2 separate regions of the Mus musculus genome follow, and region 2 is linked to region 1. The links are chromatin contacts, called in public promoter capture Hi-C maps. All regions are on one chromosome and are shown on one strand. Each heading gives the region's core, a stretch centred on a gene start, on an enhancer-like site or on the middle of the called end of the contact. The rest is flanking DNA. Distances are from core to core; before and after follow the strand shown.

The links. Capture Hi-C pulls out chosen DNA fragments and counts their contacts.
Region 2: a contact with region 1 is called in a promoter capture Hi-C map of adipose tissue. The contact joins the promoter of Zfp57 here to the promoter of Trim15 in region 1. A contact is called at or near these places in 3 of 39 promoter capture datasets (the HPC-7 cell line, cranial neural crest and maxillary cranial neural crest), 3 of 115 datasets of contacts at active chromatin or transcription factors (embryonic stem cells, extraembryonic endoderm stem cells and pancreatic cancer cells) and 3 of 9 other capture datasets (adipose tissue, liver and pancreatic islet).

Annotation. Positions count from the first base shown.
Region 1 is chr17:36,865,783-36,868,505 of GRCm38.p6, forward strand. It overlaps Trim15 (tripartite motif-containing 15), which reads right to left and starts at 1,405. Exons shown (of 7, transcript NM_001024134.2): 1 at 954-1,405; 2 at 523-618. The coding sequence starts at 1,319.
Region 2 is chr17:37,001,152-37,003,874 of GRCm38.p6, forward strand. Zfp57 (zinc finger protein 57) reads left to right here and starts at 1,374. Exons shown (of 5, transcript NM_001013745.2): 1 at 1,374-1,626; 2 at 2,135-2,164.

The DNA of each region.
Region 1 (2,723 bases), core at 155-2,654:
TTAGGAAGGGTTCCCTCTTCCCAGATGACCCTTGCTTGAGTCAATTTGGCAAACAAACAAAAACAACAACAAAACTAACCACACAAAACTAACTACTATGTCTTCTTTAGACTCATGAATAACTGTTGTAATTTATTTTTTTTCTTGAGATACATGTCCATGTCTTATGCATTCTAGGCTGGCCTCAAACTCAATTCACAATGAAGTCAAAGATGACATTGAGCTTTTGACGCTCTTAACTCCATCACCCAAGTGCTGCAATTATAGAACACTCCTATTCAGTGCTGAGTATTGAATATAGGGCTCCATGTATTCTACGCAACCACTGTTCATACTGAGCTAGCTACCCAACATGTTAGGATGGTGGCACATGCCTGTAATTCCAGCACCTGTGGGGGCAGAGAAAATAGGATCCGCTAAGTAGTGACTTTGAGGCCAGTTTGAGCTACATGAGACTCTGTACCTAAACAAACAAACTGGAACAAAGGAACAGACAGCCATAGGTGTGTGTGTGATCTTTACCAGAACCTCCTGGAGCTTCTGGTCTTCTTGACATTTCCTATCTTCTATCTTGTCCCTCTCCATTCTTAGAGCTTCTAACCGACTCCTGAGACGATCCTGTCAGAAAAAAGAAAGCAGAGGGTCGGTGAATAATCCCACTGGCAAATACCGTGTGCTATGTTGTGGACACACCACCGAGGCTGAGAGATTCAAACTGACAAGAGTCCTAATCCTTGACCTTCATTGTATCACCATTTAGGGCAAGAATTGGGTTGGGTGGCACTATGGAGATAGAAAGTGTGTGGTAAGTAAGGTGTATGTGCCCGCAGGGAAACCAGGAGCAAAGAGGAGGACTGAGAGGATTTTAGACAGTAAATCTCTATCCCTTTTCCTTCACTCACCCACATCAGGTCACCATCCTGCCCCCACGAAGCAGCGCCTCAGCTCCTTACCCTGTAGGGTTGGATGGCTTCATCCAGGAACCCCACAGTGTGTGCCTGGTGGGCGGGGCCCTCCCTGCAGAACACGCAGAGCAGCTCCGCGTCTGTCTTACAGAAGAAATAGATCTTCTCTCCGTGCTCTTCACAGTAGGTCTCGCTCAGGGGACCTAGGGACACCGGGGCCACTGCGGCCTGGATTTTCTCCTCTTCTGCCCCCTGACAGAGAGGGCACAGCAGCTGGGCTCCCATTGGGGTGCGCGGGAGGCAGAGTAGGCAGACAGTGTGTCCGCAGGCTGTGGTCACCGCATCCTGCAAGGGTCGGGTGCAGACAGGACAGGCTACTTGGTGAAGTCCCCGCAGGGACCGGGTTGAGGGCATCACCGTGCCTTCCCCTGCCTGTCCACAGTCTTCTGACTCGGTCCACTCCAATTTCCTTTCCCTGAAACTGAGTCACTTTTAAGTGCGTCACTGTCACAGAAGCAAAGGAATCGGAGGCTGAAAGAAAGGCAGGAATGTCAGCTCAGCGAGGTCACCTGGCTGCCACGCCCAGAACCCAGCAGCTAAGCAGGTCCAAACTCCAGGGCGTCTTGACTACCCAGCGTTTCCCAGGGGCAGGCAGGTGACCTAGCTCTCCACTCCTGTCGCCTTCGGTCCCTTGGGTGGGGAGCAGCGTATTGCATCATGAGGTCACTTGGAAATGGGGTTTCCTGGAATCTCTTGGCTACAGAGAGGTGAGGCCATTGGGGAGGAGCCGCTTCCTGTCACGCTGGGCAGGTGAGAGCCATAGTTCAGGCTAGGAGGCTGGCAGTGGCATCAGAGTCCAGCCTGTGATGTTGAGACTGACCTCGAATTTCGAGCCCAAATGCACGTTCCCCTCGTCTGGCAATATGCACTCACCACCACCTCCACCACCACCACCACCACCCCAAGAAATTACTCCAGAACAACCAATTTAATAACAACTCATTGGGACAAGTGTGGAGAAAGAGATACAAATTGAAAGGCAAAGAGGATTTCTAAGGATCAGAGAGTTTGACAGCCACAAGACAGAAGGCATTGGGGTATTTGGATTCCAGCTCTTCCCAAAACTGGGTCAGAGATCAAGCCGCCAGGGTCCCTGGGCATTCTCCTGCCCTGTGGACAAGCTGCCAGGATCCCTAGGCATTCACCTGCCCTGTGGACAAAGCCAGACCCTCGTGCTCACCAGGTCTTTTTATCCCACCTATTTTCATGTTTCACACACCCCTTCTTCCTGCCCTACCTTCCCACTTGACAATGCATCCTTAGAACAGCTGTCTAATTATATGTGGTCGGCCCTGGCTGAGATGTGCTGTTTGTATAAACGATTTCACATCACTACAGAGACATGTGATATATCGCTAGTATTTCATGTTGACTCTATGCTCAAAAATATTTTTGGAAACATTGGACTAACTTAAATATACTACTAATATTTACTTTTTGTCTTATAATATTTTTCTCACCCTTATTATGAGAAACATTCAAATTTATTGATAGTGTGGAGAAATAGTGGCATGAATGCCTTTGTGCATTTTTGAATTTTGTAAGTATTGGGCCATCTGCTCTCTCTTCCATAAATACAACATATATCTCCTCAGAGTGAGGAATTCATCCACACAACCACGGTGTCATTAAAAAATTTAACATGGGCCGGTGTGATGCCGCATCAGGTAAAAGCAACTGCTGCCAAGCCAAAGACCTGAGTTCTAGCCCTGGGACCAACATGGTTGAAGGCAAGAACTCACTCCACAAAGTTGTCCT
Region 2 (2,723 bases), core at 124-2,623, 140 kb after region 1:
GTAAGGGTTTCATTTGTCCTATAGTGTTTGACTGTGTGCTGGGGCTACCTGCTGGCCAACATGGTGTTTCCACCTCAAGAATTAAGGACCAGAAGCCAGTATACACTCAATCACTGAGTCGAGGGGGTCTTGAATTCAAGGTCAGCATGGCTCCATAGTGAGTTCCTAGGAAGAGCTGTCTCTAAGAAAGTAAGTAAATAATAAATAAATAAATTATTTATTTATTTAAAGTTGAAGAACCTAAATCAGCTAATTATGGTTGCTCAGTTTTGTAAATAAGGTAATTTGAAGTCAGGGTGAGAAACAGTTCATTATTGACGGAAAGCGTGGTTTTTGTTTGTTTGTTTGTTCTTTTACCTCACTACAGGCCTGTTACATATGGATTGCTTCAATCCTTCTTCTTCTTCTTTTTTTTTTTTTTTTGGTTTTTCGAGACAGGGTTTCTCTGTATAGCCCTGGCTGTCCTGGAACTCACTTTGTAGACCAGGCTGGCCTTGAACTCAGAAATCTGCCTGCCTCTGCCTCCCAAGTGCTGGGATTAAAGGCGAGCGCCACCACCACCCAGCAACCTAGTACCTTCTATACTTTCCTATCACCCTCCCCAACTATGTTTGTGCTTTGGCTGCCTGAGACCTGGGTTAAGTGTTATAATTCCAATGGAACTTATTAAAAACAAATCCAAACAAACAAAAGAAAGGATTACAGAGAGAGACTGAAGTGAATTTGGTATGTGAAACACTAATACGACTTGACCGTGATGTGATACCTGTGAAGTGTCTGTATCTTTTTTTTTTTAATCATTATTTTTATTGTCCTGAGTCTGTATGAGTGAATGCCACATATGGGATGGTACCAAACGAAGAGTGTGGGGTTCCCTGGTTACAGGTCTCTCTGTGCTAGGTGTCCTGGAATCCTCTCTAACTACTGAGCTATCCTGTAACTATAGTCTAAGTCTCCTGTGCTTTCTTGGATTTTACTTTAGCTAAGATGTTGCTCCACGGCCCACTTTACTTGTCTGCGAAGTGTTCCAGTTTTTCTTTAGTCTTACCTTATTTTATTTGTGTGTGTGTGTGTGTGTGTGTGTGTGTGTGTGTGTGTGTGTGTGTGTGTGTGTGTGTGTGTGTGTGTGTTTTACTGTGTAGCCCAGGCAGGCGTGGAACTCACTTTCAGCTGCCTAGTACAAGGAATTACGGAAATTGAGTCACCCGTCCCTCCCACCACCCCCTACCCCCATCCCCCACTCCCATTCCCCACCCCAGGAGTAAATACTTATCTTAGGAAATGGAATTTCCTAGCGCAGCTGAGACCAGTGAAGACCAACAGTAGGCGGGACGAGAAGGCGTGGCATTCAGGCATTGGGCTTCTTCAGATCTAAATTTCTGACCTTGGCAGACAGCCACTTGAGATGTGTTACCTGCGGACGGAGCAGAACGGAAGCAGAGGGACAAAGTAGCGGATTCCTGACTTCTGGCAAGGGCCCCTTCCTGGGTTTCACGCCGCTGCGTTCTGGTCGAGGCTGGAACGCGCGCCCAGCCCTTTGTGTGGCTGTGGTCCGAGGCTACGGCTCAGAAGCCGAGCGCTGGGAACGGCAGGACTGCCGAGCCTCAAGTAGGGCTGTCGAGCGCGGTGAGAGCGTGCGGGGACCCGGGTGGAGCCGCTCCCTCGGTGGAGCCACGAGGGCCCGACACCTGGGTGGGAGAAGCCGCCTGGCTCCGCGGTGGAAAGGCTCACGTGGCTGAAACCTCGGGGGATTAGAGTCTGGGACCGGGGCTGACCGGGCAAAGCCGGCGGGCATTTCTTGTCAGATTGTGCGTGAGAGCGGCGGGGCCACAGATTTTAGAGAGCCGGACAGACGGGGTGTATTGTGGCAAGTTTGCCTGATCTTCCTGTCTTAGCTTCCTTTGTGCTATTGGGGCTGACTCCTCAGATTTGTGAAACAATGAATGGGCTTTAGTTGGAGGAGTGCACTCAGGGTTGAGAGACGTCTGCACAGTCCCTCCAGAAATTTACCCAGTGGAAGGGTGAGGCCAGGCCTGGCCCATCTCCCATGCCAGGGGGGTGGGAGTCGGGAGGGACGGGACCTGACCTCCGGCCAATCAACAGCCAAGTCTTATTTAGTCTCTTGCCTTCTCAGGGCTCCTGCACCAGGAAAGAACAATCAGAGGTAAATGAGTGAGGAGGTGGATGGAGGTACCCAACACCTGTCAGTCTCCTTAATCAGCCTGTATCTATATTAAAGACCACTCCCTGCTTTGTGTGAATGTGCAGCAGCTCCTGCTGCTGTTGTTGATGATGTTTTATGCTTTCTGTAGCCCAGGCTGTCCTAGAACTCCCGGAGATCCTGTCTCAGCCTTCCTAGTGTTTAGGTAATCGTCTAGGTCACCACGCATCTTTATGCTATTGTTAAGACTTGTTGATAAAGGGGTCTTTGCTGAGAATGGTTAAAGACAGGTCCTGGAAGACACTAGCATAGAACTGTATGGACAGGTCCTGGAAGACACTGTTTGGAATGTTTTTTTTTTTTTTTTTTTTTCCAACGGAAGAATAATGAGAGGTGAGACAGACAGAAGGAAGGAAGAAAATCAACCTCAGAATGCAGCTTTCCTGGCAACTTTTTTGGGGATCAGAGCTAGCGATTCCTTGAATGCCTTGTTCCTTGCTGGCACTTTCACGTAGCAAAAGAATTGAGAGGAAAAGAAAGGGCCACGAGTCTCTGTGCCTTT